Regions from separate parts of the Drosophila melanogaster genome. Here region 2 is linked to region 1. A link is a contact called in public HiChIP or PLAC-seq data. All regions are on one chromosome and are shown on one strand. Each heading gives the region's core, a stretch centred on a gene start, on an enhancer-like site or on the middle of the called end of the contact. The rest is flanking DNA. Distances are from core to core; before and after follow the strand shown.

Region 1 (4,843 bases), core at 768-3,267:
AGAAACTTAACGAGCCAACAAATTACTACACGTCATAAAACTCAACTCACAGAAATATACCAAGATGCGACCGCGGCGGCGCGGTCTAAAAATAATATTCGTAGCGCCCAAAAGGCAGGCGACTTCTTTAGGGGCCCTCTGCCCCTCGGGTGACATTATCAAAATGATTTAGCAGCACAGTCGCGGTGACATTAGGCAGATTTCCAATGCCATTGGATGGCACATTTAATAGACGCACCGCAGGGCGGTAAACTATCGAAAAAGCAAGCTTTAACATCAAATTTTGGGACGGCAACTGAAGAGGGACTACGATCTAACCATCAAGTAATTTGTACATTTGATTATTTGGCTTTCAGAAGCTTGCACTTCAAAAACACATTGAAATGCTATAAGTATATCTAAGCATATTTAAATACATTTCCAAGTTGCAATAGGAAAATGTATTTCATTTTTATTTATGCACGTTATGTGGAGTATCCTTATTGAATTATAAATGTTCATGGATCACTGACATGCATACAGAATATTTGCCATGCGAATTTCGAGTATTTTCGTTACCAAGGAATTTTAAAAATTCACGGTCGGGAGAGCCCTTGTTTTAGTTCCCGGAAGTTTCCTGACCAAACATGGGCTGCGCATTCACGGAATCGTTTTCGTCACCTGTTGAGATCACAGTGATCACCGATGATCGCTCCTTAGCTTTCTGCATCATCTGCTCTACGGTTTGGCGCCGGTAGCGACGGATATTTCCCTGTGTCACCTGACCCTTTTCATCCATGCGCATCTGCTGGGGATGTCGGCGCAACCACGTCCACGGCTTTTCACGATTAAATGGTTCGTGCAGGAGCACCGGGAGCGGATCGCCATAATACACTCGGTTCGTGGTCCGCTTAGGAACAGGCTCAACATCGCTGGCCTTCTTCCTTTTCTTCGAGCCGCGTGCCGAGTGGCTCTTGAGCACGGCTTTCGAAGCAGAAGCCTTGACTCTTTCATAGTACGAATCGGAATTTACATTGGCCTTGATGCTATGCCGTGGCGGCTGTTTTTTTGGATTTGTGACATTGCTGTCCAATTTGAGGTCTTTGATGGCAGTTATTAGTTTCTCAGTATCGCGCGTCAGATAAGTCTTATCATTAACGCGAATGAGCAATTTGGCGAGCCGCCTGGTCCGCTCTAAAGCTAAAGAATCCGTGAAAACCCATTTTTCGGGCGTGTGCATGACATCTAAGCCCGCGGACTCAAGGCTGGATCCAAAAACATATCCAGGATCTCCTGCTGTGCGTTGCTCCAGGCCGGTGTTGAGATGACTTCTGTTTTCTGAGGCCCTGGCTTCCGAGTTTCTTAATCGCCTCCTGCCGTTTTGACGAGCGATTGAGTCGTGATCGATACCAGCTCTACGCGCTATGGAATCCCTTTTAAGTGTCCCTCGTAGGCCGCTAACGCCTGCATCAAATGCACGGAGCTCAGTGGGTGGAGATTGCTTCAAAACAGTTTGCACGGCGCTCATTAGTAGCTGCAGTGAGTCCTGGCTAAGGCGGCTCCTTACATTCCCATGAGTATCGAAAATTCTCATAAAGTTCTCACAGGCACCGCAGTTCACAAAGGGAACTCTACAAGAGGGGCTTAAGGTCTCCGTCTCGGCGGGATGAAGGATCTCTGAAAAGTTCTGGAGGGTCAGTGTGTGCAAAAAGTCTGACACCAAATCCGGCGGACGATTCAGGGTCGTGGCCAGGGCCAAAATAATGCGCTGGTTGGTGAGGAACCAACGCTCCTTGTGCGACTTCTGCGGACATCGACACCCCAGCTCCATCAGGACCGACAGGCGTTTCTCCTCCACCGAGTCATTGTTCAGCTGCTTGTATGGGTTCTTCGGGGAGTTTCCCGCCGGAGGCTTTCGCGAAGAGCGACAGGCACAGGGCGCAAATCGCTGAAGGCAAAAGCCGCTGCCGAGAAGATTGCCCGCGAAGATTCCATTCCTCAGGCTGAGCATTCTCGCAATAACTGTTTTAGTTCAAAATATATTTTCCCCAACTAAAATAGAACTGTCATATGAAATTTGTAAAGGGCGTCTCAAGTGAGAAAATGCACATATGTATTTGTCCAATATGTCCAAGCCACTCAATCGGATTAATCCCAGCTCTGCTTAACTTTTTGTAATGTTCCTGTGCTAGAAGTGGTCGGCAGGAATTGATCCACCTGGCAGATACCACAAATCCGCTACGCAGTCTGGCTAACGCGGGATAGTCGTCTTCAGCAAAACCAGTACGAAATCTCGACGGTTGTGACAACGTGGATACATTTGAAAGACATTTACAAAACAAAAATGCCAGTCATAATCGATTCGACTCTTCTGTCACGAACTATAATAGTTATATATTACTTATTTTTCAATTGGGCTTTGCGTTAAAATTGTTTACTTTTAAATGTTAAATGTTGTTAATGAACAGACCGTTTTATATCTTTCTTTCTTTCCGCCTGTTCAGATTAATTCAGATAACTGTCTGCGATTCAGGTTTATGTTGCATAGTTACACAGTTACGATCTTCATCGTTCTCATAACTGGGCTACTCAAATTGAAATTAGCTGTCAAAAATAGAGAAAACTTACTCTCGGTATGTATGTACATACGTATGCGAGATCCCTTATAATTTGTATAAGGCATCAAAATACATATGTACATATGTTGTATTTTGTTACACATACATATGTACATATGATGTGTATTGATGCATTCTCACCTGGGGACGAACTATTATACGTGTATACACATGTTGGTGTAGCTAGGTGAAGGTAGGCAGAAGGGAGAACTGTGAAATAACCGTCAGCTTGAGGATTGCAAAAAAAAAGCTGGACGGTAAATGACAATACACCTCCCCGTCAACCATTGTGCTTCACTTTGGCACCAACAACAATTAACCCTCCGCGAAGGCAAGAACAAGGAAAACTCAAAAAACCAAACAACTAAAAGGGGGAAAAGAAACAAAACTTAATCTAGCCCAATTCTATTGGGTGCGAGAGCGAGACCGCGTTGTGCGCCGCTGCTTGACAGAGGGGAAAGCAAAGCAGATCTGAAAAGTGACGGGGGTGAGCAAACGCTGTATAAGGGGAAAAACGGGGCAATAGGAACGGCTGAAATGAAACCGCAGCTGTCTCTGCAAAAGGGGAAATAAAGAGTAAACTAATAGGAATTTCGCTCTTTTGTTCTCTCTCTCTCTCTCTTTCTCTCTCTTCCCCTCTGATTGGAAACAGCGCTGCACGAGAGAGCGTTCAATTGGGAGAAACAAAAACGCAAACAAACCCAAACCACACACGCACACACACCAGCAAACAGCGCTGCAAGTGCTGAATTACCGGCACTTCTTCTTCTTCGACGGCGTAAACGGCAGAGGCGTCGACGCACGACTTCCGCAGCACCCCACTCACACACATACTAACAACGCACAATAAACAAAACCCCAGTAGCTTGTGTCGGTTGGGATTTCAAAACAACGTTCGACGAAAGTTCACAGCAAATTCCGTTGGTAAGGAATCTGAAATCGTATTTACGTTTACAGATAATTATAGTATCACAATTGGAGTTGGAGAGTATTAGCTGGTTAACGACAATATTGGTCGCATTTGATGATCAGTAGATAGTAGATAAGACTTCCATAAGCACAAGAACGTTGCAAGATGTTCGACCTAAAATTTCGGATATTTTGGAGGCACGAGTGCGAGACTGTGAAAAAGTAGTTTGTTCAGAGGAAAAATACTGTTCACGCCCACACTGTGGAAACTGCTTCATTTTATTATTTGTCTTTTTCAAATTTCAAATGTTATCCTTGTTTTTGAGAACATCCTACAATTCAAGGATAGTAGAATCTTGTAAGCTATATGTATGCTATATTATCACATTGTAATATACACCAATAAAGCTTGGAGAAAACCACCACGTTAAATAAGGAAACAGTTATTTTGAAAATATGAAAAATATGTGTATGTATATTTACCTAATTAAGCAGAAAACAAGAGAGAATACTATAGTCGAGTTCCCCGACTATCAGATACCCGTTATTTACCTAGTGTGAATGCAAACGCAAAATTGATTAATTTTTCTGAGATATTGATAAATGATAATTGGGAATAAAATGAGAAAAAAATTTAGAATTGGTTCAAAAGTGTGGGTAAAAGTTTTTTTTTTTTGCAAATCGATAGAAATTTACAAGACAAATAGAAATGTGAAAAATATCAACACGTCCTTCAAAAGTGTGGGCACGGCAGTTCAGTGGGATTTGTGGGCGTTTGAGTGGGCGTTGCAACGTGGGTAAAAAAACTTGCGCTGCGTCTTTGTCTCTAGAATTTGTATGCTGCATCTCATACGGACAGACGGACATAGCTAGATCGACTCGATTATTGATCATATAAAATATAATATAAGAGGTAAAAGTAAGAAGTAAAAAAATGTCGCATCACTTACCCATGTACGAATTTAGTATTTATGTAAATCTTATCGGTTTCTTCAAAAAAAAAAAAAAATAAAACTGTCGAATGTTGTTTTGCATCCTATTCACTCATGGGATTTACTCAGGATTACTAGAGTCGATCTGGGCATGTCCGTCTGCCCGCCGTCTATATGACCGTAGGAACGATTCCATTTCGGAAACTATAAAAGTTGAAAAATTTGAGATGCGCATGCCGATTGTAGTGCCGACGAGCACAGCTTTAAAAAATGACTTGCCTTTTTATTTTAAAATTTAAAAATTTCAGCCAAGACAACTAAGAGAACCACTAATAGTAATGAGAAAAAATCACAATCCATCTATTATTCATATATTGTAAATGATCGAGCTTGGAAACAGGAATA
Region 2 (4,843 bases), core at 1,573-4,072, 150 kb after region 1:
TCTGCATCAGATGAGAACTTTTCTTCGTTTCGTTTCATGTTTTTTATCAATATTCCCAATAAAGATGAGCTATTTTTTTGACCCCGTCCATCAGATTCGGAGAAAGATGAAATATCATCGGTGCTTTCTGTGGTGGATTCATAGCTAGAAGACTCAGACGAGTCGGTAGAACTGAAAGTGCTGTCGCTAAGTCGTTGTCGTTTTGGTTTGGGCCGTACAATTATTCCAGAAGGTCTTCGTATATTGCCTAATGAAATTTGAGGCTGTTGATTTTTTCTGGCAGAGTACCTCGGCAGTCTTGGAGAACGATCTCGTTTCTCTAAGCACGTCAAGAAGGACGTTCCATTTGCCTGAGTAGATCGCAAATTCCGAGAATATCTAGAGGTGCGAACAGGCCGATTCCCTGCCAATGAGTTGTGATATTGTTTCTGCTCTGCTAATAGTTCACTGATGGTCGGCGTTGGAAGAAGTGGAGCACGCTTGTTCACCTCCGGCTCATTCTGTGTGTAGTAGGGATCGTTGTCCATGTTGTTCATGCCGAACGATATTTCTAGGCTTTTAGGCATTCTCGACATTTTCTCGATCACTTCCATTGGGTAGGTATCCTTAGCTGGTAAGACGCATGTTGACCACACTATTTAAAAAGGAAAATAAATTGATAAAAATAAGTTTCTTTGTAACTTATATTACTATTTGTGTTAGGTTTTCATAAAAAAAAAAAATAAAAACAGATGAAAATTCGCTTTTCCTTGTCGGGTTGGATACAACTCCCTTTGTGCGTTGCAAGTTGCCAATTTATAATATCCACTGAAAGGGCTTACAAAATATCCCTTTGTTAACACGGCATTTTTATGATGACTTTTATGATATGTTTTATGTTAATTATATAAAGTATTGGAAATCAAGTGAAGTCGTTAATCACAAGAGCTTAAAAGATGTACCTGTATTACATTTTCACACTTTCTCAAATTCCTTAACTAAAACTAAAACATAACTAAAAACTAAGAAAAAATTGCACAAGTTTTGATGACCACTTTCAAAGTGTAACATACCTGGCGGAAAAGTCACTGTAGGCACTGGCAGACATTTTTTTTCAAACATGACATATTTGCCCAGCCTGTTCAAATTTGGATGGCGAAACCGACAATTCTGGCCCCAAATGCAGCAGTTACGTATGTGATAGCGACAAATGGGCATTCTGTTATCCTCTTTTTTAATAGTATTACTTGAGACCTCATTATCTTCACCGAAAAGTTCGCCATCTTCCAAATCAACAGATTCCACCGGATCATGCTGCGGTGTGGAAAAAGTGTCTTCAAATAGCTCACAAGACTCCAACTTACTTACTTTCTTATCCACCGATACATTTTTCTTTTCAAAAGAAGTATTATCAAACTGGCAAAGTGACTTTTTTTTAATCAAATTAGGAGGGGCATCAAAATCTTCGCAGGACACTTCACCATCTTCCATATCTGATGTCTTGTAATCACACCGAACCTTCTGCGATTCGGAGGTGTCATCTTCGGATAATTCACCAGGTTCCAATATATTGTTTTTTTGCTGTTGATCGCTCCCCTCCTTGGATACTTTTACACAAAAGCCCTTGTCCACAGGTTGAACTTGGTTTTGCTGCGCTTTCAATTTGTATTGTGTTGCACCAATATATATATTTTTATGACTTCCGTCTATTAAGTTGGTCACCTCAAAGTCCGACAAATTATCTTTACCAATGTCCTTATAAGCAGTTATAGTAAATTTCGCAGGTCTGTTTTGGGGATTCTTATTTTTTTTTAGGCTATCCAGATTGTCAATTTCGCACTCATCTGAGAAAAATGATAGAATATCCTGGGGGTCTTTCATTGTGGAGGATAATATGTCATTGGAATCGTCGTCTAGGCCTGTAGCACTATTTTCGAATCTATAATTTTCTTTCCTAAATAATTCTGATGATTGTGAACTGGACATTCGCGCAGAAGACATAGTGGATTCTTTTAGGGAATTCAAGTTTAAAATCAGAGTTAAAAAGGTTACTTATTACATCTCTTACCGAAATCCGTTAAGCCATGAAGAGTATAATCGAATGGTTTGTAAACAAAATTGGATTGTGGGGAAGATGATTGCGGGACTGCTTTTCGAACACTAAAATACATCAAGTTTTTAAGGGGACTTTTCGAAAGGCGGAATGAACAGACCTTAAGTTTTTTGATAAACTGCTGCTGGTTACATCACCTGAAATTAATATGTAATATTTAAGAAGGCTATTCATTGATTTTTTTTTTAATATATCCGCACCCGAACAAAGGGACCTCGCATTTTCATTGGCTGCACAATATTCCATCCAGTAATTTGTAATGTCTTGCGAAGCCTCTGTTGGCTCAGTTATCCCAAGACTCACGGACGAGGCAGCTGCGGCTAAGGTTTGCACCAAATATTTAAAAAATTACAAATCATTACGAAGGCATTCCGAATACAACTATGTCACCCATGCTGTGATGTCCGTTGCGCTTTGTATATCTAAAAGCTTTTTCATCATCTCCTTCAAGTTGTGTATTTTCCAGGTTAAAATATAAATTCCCCGGATTTCTTTTTGTCAGCGAGGTCACTTTCTCTTCATTTCCATCAGAATGTGACATCTTATTTGCCGCACTTAAACAACCATGTATAAGAATGGTTTAATCTTCTTTCCCAAAAATCTTCTCACCTTCAAGAGCTGTACTCATTAGCTCGGCCAAGCAATTTAGCAATAAACTATTAAAAATTATCCTATGTGCCCAATTTTGACGCGCAGAACCGAGCAACTTTATGAAGCTTGACAGCACTGTAGAGTTGCCATGCAAATATGATTGTTAGCGAGGAAACTATCGGTGTTACCGAAGAAAATATATCTGTCAGGTATGAAAAGCCCATTTAGTGTTGTGTAATATTTATACTTTAGCGAATGATATGTTGATTCCATTGCCATACGTTTAAATTGTGTCTTCTTCACTGTTTCATTATTCTACACTGACTTAAAATTTCGACAAATAAATATATCAATTCGCTTAAGTACTTTACTATTGAACTAATAATATTCAAATTGTAATAGTGTCATCACGGTTAATATGGAATGATGGTCGCAAGTGCTAATAATAACAATGGTAAATAAGAAGGTATAAAGTGAAAAAGATAATTATAATGTTAATAGGTTGTATATGGTTGTATATGTATATAAGGGTTAAAAAAAATTTTTTTTTTGGTTTTCTGAGTGTGTCTCTTTAAATTTACCTACTTCATATGCTAAAAATTTCATTAATTAAAACGTATTATATTTCAATTTTTTTTAAAGAAAGTTTTTTTAGTTGTAGTTTTGCCTCACTATTAAAGTGTTTTACTTTTGTTTTAACTTTACATTAGTACTTTACTTTCTTTGATTTTACTTTACAAATATAACTTCTTTGAAATCTCAGATCAGAACTTATATATATATATATACAAATATATACAAAAATGTATGTGACGACTTTTAATAAGAAAACGCCCTGATCTCGGCAAACTTTCGACGATAGTAAAAATTCAGGTGGCTTCATGCTAATTTTTGTTGTTCCCGTGTTGATATCAATTGCGGCTCAAATGGGGGGATGGCATAGTTCAGGCGGTCAACTTTGGAACACGTGACCACCTCTCGGCCACCAACGAATGTTAGGGTTCGTTAATTTGTCGACAGCTACCAATCAATTCGTCCGGAATACCCTTTTGATCTGTGATAGACTGGGATAAGCTGGGTGCCTAAACGAGAAGATATGCCAAATTTTAGGACCACATGAATTTTGTCACCCAAAAAACAATAATTATCTTTTTATCAGCACCCAAAATGAACCGAAAATGGTTTGCACGCAGCTTCCACTATGTTGTTCTCTAATATGAAAATTTAACCGGTAGAGGTGATTAATTATTTCACAATTACGAGGTAAAAGAATGGGGACAAGAAAAATTCTTAAACGCTCGAGAAATTTTGAAAGTCCGTACCCGTGAGCTTTCAAAAACGCCATTGAATGTAAGGGATAAGTCAGATAATTTATAGCTGAGCTAAGTGGAGAATGTTAAGAAAAGCTTAATACGAACCCATATGTAATATCGGTTAATTTAAAGCTGGGCATGAAAAGAGGATAGCGACTTAGAAAGCTTAATCAAAATCCAAGTATACTTTTAGGGTTAAAATTATATTGGATAAAGATTTTGATTTGGGCAAAATCTTTCAATTTCGTTTTTAGGTGCTCTGGTTTTTGCAAAATTTTTGCTATCGTTTTGCTATTTGAGTGTTTTGTTTGTTTCTCCTTAAACATCTGACTTATTTTGTTTGTCAAAATGAAACAACCTCGATTACCGGAACATGCCCGATTATATATGGTGGTACTGAACTGATGTGGAAGTGATTGTTGTGTGTTATTCGTGTGTGTTTGAGTTTGAGCCGAGTAAATATACCCATTACCTCTAGCGTAAAAGGGTTTAATATATTCGTTGAAAAGTATGTAACAGTAAGAAGGAATCGTTTCCAACTATATAAAGTCTATATATACATATATCAATAGCCGAATCGATCTGGCCATATCCGTCTGTCCGACTGTCCGTATGAACGTCGAGATCTTAGGAACTATAAAAGCTAGAAGGTTGAGCACACAGATCCTAGAGACAAAGACGAAGCGCAAGTTTGTTGACCCATGTTGCCACGCCCACACTTTTGAAAAATGTGTTGATATTTTTTCACATTTTTTTAGTCCTGTAAATTTTTATCGGCTTGTACTATAGTACTAGCTGAGTAACGGGTATCTTATGCAAGCCTTAGTAAAAACAAATAAATTTGCAC

The links. HiChIP or PLAC-seq counts read pairs in DNA pulled down with a chosen protein or histone mark.
Region 2: a contact with region 1 is called in a Psq HiChIP or PLAC-seq map of the Kc167 cell line, with 4 times the contacts expected there. The contact joins the promoter of CG31601 here to the promoter of CG11629 in region 1. A contact is called at or near these places in 44 of 107 Hi-C or Micro-C datasets (the D17-c3 cell line, the Kc167 cell line, the ML-DmBG3-c2 cell line and 19 more) and 2 of 6 datasets of contacts at active chromatin or transcription factors (both in the Kc167 cell line).

What each region holds. Positions count from the first base shown.
Region 1 is chr2L:21,896,272-21,901,114 of dm6, forward strand. CG11629 reads right to left here and starts at 2,018. Exons shown (of 1, transcript NM_136281.2): 1 at 395-2,018. The coding sequence starts at 1,990. The coding sequence ends at 599.
Region 2 is chr2L:22,041,055-22,045,897 of dm6, forward strand. It overlaps CG31601, which reads right to left and starts at 2,823. Exons shown (of 8, transcript NM_165403.3): 1 at 2,702-2,823; 2 at 2,483-2,646; 3 at 2,293-2,412; 4 at 2,193-2,229; 5 at 2,048-2,139; 6 at 1,348-1,988; 7 at 1,053-1,293; 8 at 1-634. The coding sequence starts at 2,633.